2 separate regions of the Bombyx mori genome follow, and region 1 is linked to region 2. A link is a contact called in public Hi-C data. All regions are on one chromosome and are shown on one strand. Each heading gives the region's core, a stretch centred on a gene start, on an enhancer-like site or on the middle of the called end of the contact. The rest is flanking DNA. Distances are from core to core; before and after follow the strand shown. Region 1 holds the start of LOC101735590 (BMP-binding endothelial regulator protein). Region 2 overlaps LOC101735590 (BMP-binding endothelial regulator protein).

Region 1 (5,696 bases), core at 452-2,951, 61 kb after region 2:
AGACTACCTATATCAGAATGACGAATTGGAAGAAATATATACAGAAACTTCTTGTAAATCATAAGTTAAAAAAAACTCATAAACTAGCATATATATAAGTATTTAGTTTTTATTGTATCACACCGTTTCGGAACTAAAATTATATTTAAACTAGTTGATTGGATTTTTAAATTTGTATATGTATGTGTTTAAGATAGATACGAAAATTCAAGCAACTAATGAGTATGATATTAGACTTACAACATCGCCTACTGGTTTGTTTTCTTATTGCCGTAGTAAAAGCTGTTGCTACGTCATCGTTACGTTGCATACAAGTCTATGGGTATTAAAGTACAATATAGGTTGCTGTGGATATATAGTGGAATGTGTTTTGAAACTTATTCAGATTCTTACCGATGCATCATTTTTTTAAATCGAATTTTATTTTATCTTGACCCAACTTAACGAGGTTACTTCAACTTAAGTACTTACTTGCGCATTTACTACGTACGTGCATGTAGCCTTAACTTGTTTGGTTGCCATGCAAGTAACTTTCTAATATAACACACAAAAACTATGAATAAAAATATATTGAAATGTATCGGAGAAAAAATGTCATAAAACAATAATTACTCACCTTTAAATTCAGATCGTAGATCTCCAATGCCGGTCAAATTATCAACTACACTCGCGATGCACAACGAAGAACTTAAGTTTTACAAACAAACAAAAAATAATAATAAAAAAAATAGCACCTTTAAAAAATGTAAACAGAGAAGGATATAGCGAAACTCACGTGCATGGAATGTTTACGAAATTTAGGAACCATCGAGTTTGACTTCGGTCGGGAAAACGGAATCGTTTGAGGGATGCCAGTCAGTGTATATGCGATGTCGTTCCGATCTGTCGGGGTCGGTGCGTGGAGATGGGCACACGGTCGGCCATGCAAGCTAGCGCGGGCGTCGGCGAGGCAGCGCGTGCACTGAGTGGCGAGCCGTGGACGATGGCGCGTCGCTGCCGGCCGACCGCGAGACTATGCCCCGCGCGTGCGCCGGACCAGTTCCGACCAGCCTCCCGCGCGCCCACCGCCACAACCTGCATCGCCACCAACATCACAACCAACCCGCATGCATGCAATCTCTTTCACTTTTCAGCATCCTTCAGCCGATACTCGCACAAAATGAATTTCCAAAGCCAGGGTTTTATTAATTATCTATAAGTTTATGACCAAATAAAATAGGCATCGCTACTTATTATCACTGCCAGGTAGGTTATGTATACAAATGACAATTTGAAAATTTCTAGAATGCAACGTAGTAACGTAATTAAGTGGTGAAATAAAATTTGTAACTTACAATGAAATAAATTTTCAATAATCTGAAATTTATGTGTATTATCTAAAATTACCAGACTTCAAAATGTATACTGCCCTCAAATTGCCATTCTGGGCAGACGAGCATACGTCCCACTTGATGAAATTAGTCACCATCGTTCATGGACATTAGCAATTTCAGGGGCCTACTTAAGCCGGGGTCTACTTCAACAATAAGAAAACAAGTTCTTGGCCCATATTATGATGAGTGGTTTAAACTAGAACACATGAAAGCTTCGCAGGAGACAGGTCGGGTTACCAAACTCCGCTAAAATCCTTACGTATAAATTACGCCAATTCTTCTAATTTGAGGCAGATTTAAATCTTAAGCATAATAATAACTTAACTACAAAGAAATTCGCAGAAATTCAAGTGTGCGCATCCTTGTCTACAACGGAACTACGATATGATATCTATGTTATGATTAATCCAATCTATTGTCTAACAAAGGCAGAATGTTGAACTCCGTGACGCTTGCACTTCAATTCTTGATACAATTTATTTTTTTCAATAAATATTAGATAAGAATCCGGTATGAGTCGCACATTCTTAACGGCTGATTCAATTCCAATCAACATAAAGATAGTGCGTCAACAGCCTAAATTTACAAGTAAAGTTGATATGCAATCTGTCTTAGGTGTTTGACTGTTTTCAATTATCATCCCGACACATTTTGAAGCATTCGGGGCTTAATGAGCAAGGCGCCGGGTTTTTGCTGGGTATTAGTTAGTGAATACATCCCACGATAAAGGGACATCGTGCAATACCAATGAAACCCTCAATGTTTATTAATTTACGTAATTACTGGCAGTAGGATGTATCATGACATTCAAGGTCGGTGGCGCATTTACGTTGTCGATGTCTATGGGCTCCAGTAACCACTTAATACCAGGTGGGCTGTGAGCTCGTCCACACACCTAAGCAATAAAAAAAAAATAAAAAAAATTCGCCAATTTATTTTATGTGTGTATCTACGGCTTACCAGATACAAAGTGGCTACCAAAGTCCATAGACATCACGATAAGGACGTTACCACCCATTCTGAGACATGTGGTCGAAATCTCAATTGTATTGTATAAGGTTTGTATCATCAAACCAGTACGTATGACTACTTCGTGGGATAAATCGTTACGATAGTAGTGATAACCACCCGAACTGTCTTGAAATGTACCGTACCACCAGTAAACTTAGGTACGCAATCGCAGAATACAAGTAAAACGATGGTACCCATTCTCCGGTGAATCCTCTAGTCGCTGTTTATGATATCCACCGATTGAGTGGTGTGGTGCCATTGTAGGATGAGACCACATAGTCAATTTTCTTCTTCTAAATTAAAGGACAAATCTACATCGTATTATAGTCACATACGTCACGTTTACTGGTGGTAGGACCTCTTCTGAGTCCGCACGGGTAGGTACCACCGCCCCGTCTATTTCTGCCGTGAAGCAGTAATGCGTTTCGGTTTGAAGGGTGGGGCAGCCGTTGTAACTATACTGAGACCTTAGAACTTATATCTCAAGGTGTGTGGCGCATTTAGGTACGTTGTATATGTATATGGGCTCCAGTAACCACTTAACACCAGGTGGGCTGTGAGCTCGTCCACACATCTCAGCAATAAAATAAAAAAAACATAAATAACAGTATATGTTTTTACTTTATGGGGTTCTATGCCACATGAATTTGATAGTTATGAAACTTTTATTTATTTATTGCTTCGTACAATTCTTGTTAGGAAGGTACCCCCGTCAACAGATATCAACAGATGGGTGTTTCAACATATTTCGCGATAAACAGCAGAGACTAATCACGGTACACTACTAAATCATGCGATTCAACGGGTAATATAAAAAAAATTACAATTATATTCGCACAAATTACGAGCGGCGGTTTCGCAATTCACGCTTGATTGCTTCCAGACTTTGATTACTATCTGACGTCATCGATCGGTGTGATTTACTGTATTAAAGTGATAATGGCAGCAATAATAGCCGTCAGAGGCGGAGACATACGCCAGATAGATTACTAGCTGGGCAAATTACCTTTGTTGAAACTTAATGGATCCGATTTAAGCTGCGTTGCGGCAACCAATAATAACAGATAAACGCAATCGTCACTGCTAACAAGATTTTCAATGCTATGCCAAATCGCCTGTATTAATTTCAAACTACAACTAAATTTATATGGCTTATTTTAAATTTTATCCTTCTTTGATTTTAATTATATATTTTTTTTTTAAATCGTAACACTACCTTTTTTTAATCCTACCTAAGCTGGTAGCCTAGAGAGGCTATTCCAGCGAAACCTTAACTAGTAGGTGAGCTCACGGGGCTCAAACCTGACGACGATGCTAACACGAACCCTAGCAAGAGTCGTGCTTCGCAGAATCTACCACCGGATCGGAAACGCGACCAACTGAGAAGAACCGGCGAGAAACTCAGTGGGCTGTGTCTGAGAGTTAATTTACTCGTCGAGCCCTTCGTCGCAAGCGACGGGTTCGACGAGAACGGTGACCGGTGCTTGAAGTACCTAGAAGCACCGTTAGTGGATCGGGAGGATCCGAGATGACGTGTTTTGGGCGACGTCGACTGCTTTCCATTCTGTCCGCAGGATCGGGAATGTAGTTACCGGCGGCCACGATGAGAGGGTTCTCGTGTCGTGCCGCTTAATCGAAGTGGCGCATCGACGCCGACTGTAAATACTTACTGACGGACTCTAAGTCCAGGTCGTCATGGAGGTCGACGTTCCTGACGAACCACGGAGCTCCGACGGCTATCATGCAAAAACGGGATTGAATAATTTGGAAGGATTTTAAGTGAGTGCGGGCCGCGTGAGCGAACACTACACTTGCATAGGTCATAACGTAACACTACCACGCAATTTGAATACCAGGGTAATGTAGAAGTATTTAGTTTTCACTGACTATTGATTAACAACTACCCTAACTTAAAGGAAAACAAAGTTAATTAACTACGCTTAGTATGAATACTTATTACTTAGCTTGATTCATATTTTGTGTTAGTGTGGGCCCTCGTGTTCACTAAAAACCGTGAAACTCGTGCGTAAGCTTTTTTTAATTACTTTACATTACGCGGGATACAATATATGTACGACGAATAAAAACAAAATATATCGTTTCAAATATAGTTTTATTAGATTACTCTTTTGGTCTAATGTTTGAAGGCATCGTGGCATTGAAATCGTCGTGGCCTAAAGGATAAAACGTCCGGTGCGTTCGTGTGTAGTGATGCACCGGTGTTCGAATCCCGCAGGCGGGTACCAATTTTTATAATGAAATACGTACTTAACAAATGTTCTCGATTGACTTCCACGTTGAAGGAATAACATCGTGTAATAAAAATCAAACCCGCAAAATTATAATTTGCTTAATTGCTGGTGGTAGGACTTCTTGTGAGTCCGCCCGGGTAGGTACCACCGCCCTGCCTATTTCTGCCGTGAAACAGTGATGCGTAAAAAAATTGCATTTTATCATGAATCATCATCACCAGCGCCTATAACTTTTAGAAACGTTTTAATATGTCCTGAAAACAATTTATGATAAACGGAAAACTAGGTTAAACACAGTCCCATTAAACAAAGCTCTGAATGCAAAACACGCATGCACTAGTTTTCTACGAGACGGGCTCAATCAAATTACCCATTTTCGTAACTTTAAATTACGTATAATAATAAAGTTAATACACGTGCATAATAACTTTTAATTGTTTCCTGATCGAGCTTGTAATAATAGGCACCTATAAAAATAAGTCCTGTTAATGTTAGTCGAATAGATAAACGGCTGTAATTATACTGCAAAATAGTTGTTTATTCGCAGTATCTCAACAAGCAGCAATTTCCAGAGTTATGTCTAATATGATCGGCGCGACATGGCGCCAGGCCCGCCGGCTTCAAGTAAAGAACATTTATGTTAATACCACCACACGTCCAATGTTAAACAAGAGAACCAGATATCGTATAGACTTATAAATTATTAAATAAATACTAATTACTATCAGACTAATCGATCAACAGATTGATAGGAGCGTATGCGCGACGCCTGTTGAAATGTGTTCTTGTCGTCATATAGATAAAAATTCAAAGTATTTGTTAATAATTTAAATTTCTGTTGATCGCACACTTATTTGCCTGAAAGGGATGCATCATGATCCTGCAAAGCGATCACCAGGTCTGATAGATGTATATAGGCCCCATTGTGAGTTAAGAATCTGAACTGTATTAGAAATGACAAATCTTCGAACCCGAAAGCGTAACCTACCCGTGGCAAAATAAGAATAACGGTACATCAATATGTCTTTAAGATAGAATTTATGAAGTGAGTCGAGTATTA
Region 2 (5,320 bases), core at 1,515-4,014:
TGGATTCATTATTGACCATTTACAATTTGCAATGTTTCGAAAGTTTTACACCTTTCGTCATGTCACGATCGAGTAGTGTGTTATTGTTACATTAACTTTCGTCCAATGTTATATCAATTTAGCAACGTTTACATTTCTATAAGTACTTAGGCTGCGTTCAAGAATGTAATTAATTAAACAACCAATTAAACCGATTAAATGAAGATGATGATAGACTAAATAGGGTTAGTTAAAAATATTATAGAACGCAATTGACTGATTTCAATTCAAAACTTCTATTTCTTTCATTTTTTACTGAACCGGCATGTGTAAGCAAGCATCAGTGATACATATGTACATATAAAACATCTATACACATAAAAACATATCAGAAAAGGTACAATTTGAAATACAAAAATAATAAAAGATACGACGATCTTAACTCATACATCAGAGTTCTCTTCCAGCAAATTAAAATCAATGTAATCAATATAACCTATATTGCAAAAGGTGGATACGGCAAAAATAATCATAATAAATATATAAAATGTGAAGTAGAAATAAAATTACTGGAAACATAGTAAAATACAAATAAAGAATTAATTTAAATTGGAACTAATTTTTTGTTTTCCGAAGGATTGCGGGTAACGCCCCCGTCGGTGCAGTGATGATATGCTTTTTATTTATTTATTTAAACGTGCATTTTCCTGATGTTCTATTTCTTGAAATATTTAAAAAATATCGAGATTATCATGTTCATATTTCGGTGATCCAGCATGTGTTGCGATTTTACAAACGCACTAGTCGTTTTAAAATCACACGTGCGATATATACGTCTTGCACGATTGGTTAACTTTTATCCGACTGCATCTACCTACTACGGAAGCCTAATAGAATATAGCCAAATTTTCAAACTGTAAGTGTGTGTACTTCTCTGACGTGATGCTATAATGCGTTCTTGTGTAAGCAATAGAATATACCTTATTCCATTGCAAAAAAGTCCATTGTCCAAGAGCAGAAGATTTTAGAGCTTGTTTGCTTGATATCATAACGATCTGGTTTTTTTTAAAAATTTAATTACACTTTTTTACTACCAACTCAATCTAGATACTTTATTTATCAATTAACATTGTAATATTGTATTTTATGACTCACTATCAAAAAACGAATCGAAACAGTCATTGTAAAGGTACTAGACATATTTGTGGCTTTACATTGTTAAAAGAGTTTAAGCGCGCATGATTATTAAATGCAATAAAAATCTCAACTAAAACAATTTAACTGTTTTAAGAGTCGCGATAACAGCGGATTTCAATACAAAATATTGTCGTTTATAATAATTAAAGTCTTTATCGACGTAATATAAACTGTTTTGTTTTTAATAACATAAGTGAGTTAATTTTATTCAATCTAAAAGTAATGATAATGAGTCATCTGCTGTTTGTATTAGGTATTGCACATGATACATTAATGTCGGAAGAAGATTTAACATCCCTTTATACGAATTTCAAGAGTGGTTCATAGAATTTGGATGTATGATGTAGATTTAGTTTCATTATTCATCAAAAAAAGATATTTCATTAATGTTTCCGCATAAAAATGACGGGCTTAAAGTAACTTGATTTATCATGACAAATCAACGTGTTGATGAAAACAAAATGTTTTTTAAAACAAATAATTCACAGATATTTTTAAACCATCAATAACGTTCCACCGACACAGGATGCAGCTTCCCCACTATAAAGAATTACAAAGAAGCTAAGAAGAGCTTGCTCTTTTCCAAATATACGAACATAAACAGAAAATTACGATTATCATTAGTATTATTGTATTATAATATTATTGATAGAAAAAATATCTGTGATTTTTATTTATTAAATAATTGGGTAAACAAGCTCATGGCCAACCTTGTTGCTATGTGTTTACCGGAAGCATATTAACACCACAACGTAAATGCCACCACCCATCCCGAGACATGAGGTCTAAATCTCAATTGTATAGCATAACAGCTGACCCTTCCTTCAAACTATAAAATTACGCACATTATCTTTAATGGAAATTTAGTTTTTACTAGCTGACGCGGCAGACTTCGTAGTGCCTCAATCGATAAATAAAAGACCTAAACTTTTGTATAAAATAAACTTAAAACAAACAAAAGGAATCCGTCCGACACGTCAAAGGAAAAACAACATTGTTATTTTTATTTAATTTCCAGCATTTTCATATTAATCTACCTTTTAAACCTTCTATGGACTTCCAAAAATAAGTCAAGATCAAAATTAGCCAAATCGATCCAGCCGTTCTCGAGTTTTAGCGAGACTAACGAACAGCAATTCATTTTTATATAATACCTATATAGATAGATAACATGATGTTATTCCTACATTGTGAAAGGCATGTCCGCTCATGTTTTAAGTACGTTTTTATTGAAGCTGTTTACGTGATTTAATAACACGGCATAATCGCATCGCTCAATGCGAGTACACCAGACTTTTTCTTTAGGCTAGCTCTATCCTACCGGAAAAGCTTAGGACAGCGTTTGTAATAAGACAATATGGCTCAATCAGTATCAGGTGGGCGCCACCTCATCTGCTCCTCTTAAGTAACAAAATATTCAAAATTTTAATCATGCGCATTATGTTCATTGCGAACTTTATTTATTTACATTTAAAAACAAGTTCAGTTAAACTCGGAGATATTCTCGTAAGTTATCGCTCGATAGTCAATAACGTAGGTCGTAACGAAGATTTTCTCGTACGCGGTCGCGTTGCGTCGTGCAAATAAATGCATTAATATTATTCATAATGAGAATTCAAATGTTTGTAATGATAACAAGTTCACATACGGCTCTCGTAATTACTTAATGCGTTCTTTAACGGTTCTTTGTTCTAAAACACATTTGCATGGACACGTGGCCCTCGAGGGAAATGCTAATGGCTTTCCTATACAAGGGTTGCCAACGAAATACAAAATCTTTTGTTTTTTCTTTTATGATAATTTGTTCGTAGCCACCTCTATACGTCTTCGTGTTCTTGTAATATTTCGGTCACAAAGCCTCCACAAAACTTGATAGCTTGGAAAGATTCGTAGTGGTATCGTTACCGGGAAAATTGAGGGAAAAAGGTCTTGTGGCCGAAGTCCAAAGCGGTGGTCTAATCAGGTTACTCAGCAGCTGAAAATGCCGATCAACGAGGCTCCCCACCAGGCAAATGATACGTGGAGAGAAAGAGTGAGAAGACTAAGAATAGACGACAGAAGAGTCCTCAAGAATAAGAAACCAACTGAGAAGATATATTTAGTCATTCATTAAATTTCACAAAATCCACATATTTGTTCACAGGGCAAAAATGAAACATGCTTTAATATTTTTTGATGAAAAAAGCGACTACCTTTCAGATGAAATGGGTTTATAAAGTTAACAACGTCATTATAATAATAATTTAATATTTGAATGTTTTTTTCATCTGATAACAGTATTCGAAATTGGTATTGAATCTATATAACTCGATTTTGTTAAGCTTCATTTTATCGAAGTCTTTTGATTTCAGTAGTCCTTCGTCCTCGTCCTGTAGTCTAACGAGTGCCCTTCAAGAGCGGTCCCAGGCTTGGGACTGGTTAGTACAACTATGTTTCTAAAGAGTATTTGTACTCATCTAGAATTTTAAAAAAAACTTTATCACAACCCTATACGACAATGCTTACTTTGGTATTAGCATTTATAATGAGGATGTCATAGCATTTTATACCAGTCGCCTATTGTAGGACCACCCTGAATAATGCGCTTTATATGAAAATTGACATTCTGTAGAGACATTTAAGTCCGTTAGAGCTACGTAATTTGTTTTCAATAAGTTACCAAGTACTCGTATAGTTGAGTGTAGAACAATGTTTGGATAGCTTGTATTTTTTCAATCCGTACAAATATTCTTGTAGGTGTTGTTGCCAGTTTTATATGGTATTTTTTTTATTGAATCCGAATCCAAAGAACCCTTTATGTGGGTGAAATTATTTTAAAGTTAGTCTCTTAATAAAGGTATGTACCTAACGCACTTTTATTAGATTGGTATGTATGTCGGTTTGTATGTATGGGGTTCTTTGGATGGGATCTTCACCGATTTTATGACGCCCAATTAGCTAGAAATTTTCACACGCATCTAAGTCCAAGTTGCTGCGGTAGGTGTAGTAGATTTAGATTACCGGAGTTCATTTATTTCAATGGACCTCTATATCAACGAAACTAATTCACCCAGAATTAATGACTGATGCTACACAAAATTAAACTTTAAAAACAACGAAGAACGTTTAATTTTCATTACAAAGGTTTTGCTTCAACTATTTTGTGTTTATTCTCATTTTTGTAAGTTACATATTTTTAACATTTTTGAGGCATTTGAGGTAATAAATAGTAAAGCAGCTTTTCCAACTCCTAGTTTAGCATGTTTAAATTTCTTATTAAGTGAAACCCGTTTTTTAGATTCTGTACTTTTTTATGCTTCATACTTTAGCCGTGTTATACGCTTATACTTATGTTCTTCTCACAAACATCCACCTAACATATACATATTTGTTACATGTTTATTTACTAAGATATAATCCTACGTTGTTTCATGGTGGCAATTATTATTATTTCAATTCGCCATTAAAATTCGTACCATGATTAACCAGTTCTCTAAGTAGAAGTACTACTTGAGAAACGATCTAAATATCTTTTATGGTTATTTTATTTTCACATAGCGCTAATCGAATATCTACAAACGATAAATTTCATCTAAAATTGTGCGCTCTTTTTGTCAATGAATTATCATAATTTAAGGAAATCCTGTTTATTCTGTGTTTTTATTTGCCATATCCATTCAAATTGTTTATGTATTCATTTTTATCCCAATTTCGGTTAACACCGAGACCTATATAAAGCTAGACACAGATTACGTTCCGCAAAAATCATGGCGTTTGCAACAGCACTGATATATCGGGAACACAAATATCAAAATCGGGTTAAGAGCCAGTCAAAACAAATTTGTAATTTATCTAAGCTCAGATTAGTTCAGGTGCTTGGCTGTGTCGTCAGCATCGCTGAAGCACTTGTGCGACGCTGACAGCTCTCCACTAGGTGAGTCGAATGCTGATCTGCCTCGTCAGCCTGCAGCGACAGTAAAAACAGCCCTAGTATCAAGGACCCCACCATTCCTACCCAATGTCTCTCCAATATCGAGAATTACAAAATATTAAATGTGTATTTAATTTTTTGTGTGTGCTCGTTTGTCACTTAACAATGATGGTTTAGCACTAACGTTATTTGTATACTCGGTAACCAAAAACGATCATGATGTCATGATACAAT

The links. A called contact is a pair of places that touch in the nucleus more often than the background predicts.
Region 1: a contact with region 2 is called in a Hi-C map of whole pupa, with 1.7 times the contacts expected there. The contact joins the promoter of LOC101735590 here to the enhancer-like site in region 2. A contact is called at or near these places in 2 of 7 Hi-C or Micro-C datasets (an unstated tissue and whole pupa).

What each region holds. Positions count from the first base shown.
Region 1 is chr10:10,608,583-10,614,278 of ASM3026992v2, forward strand. LOC101735590 (BMP-binding endothelial regulator protein) reads right to left here and starts at 1,702. Exons shown (of 9, transcript XR_009974080.1): 1 at 776-1,702; 2 at 617-687.
Region 2 is chr10:10,546,912-10,552,231 of ASM3026992v2, forward strand. All of the region lies in intron 4 of LOC101735590 (BMP-binding endothelial regulator protein), which reads right to left. Among protein-coding and RNA genes, the nearest start is that of LOC733030, 30 kb to the left of the region's middle. Within about 2 kb of position 2,765, at least 3 of the 8 cell types and tissues checked have open chromatin away from gene starts, as enhancers often do.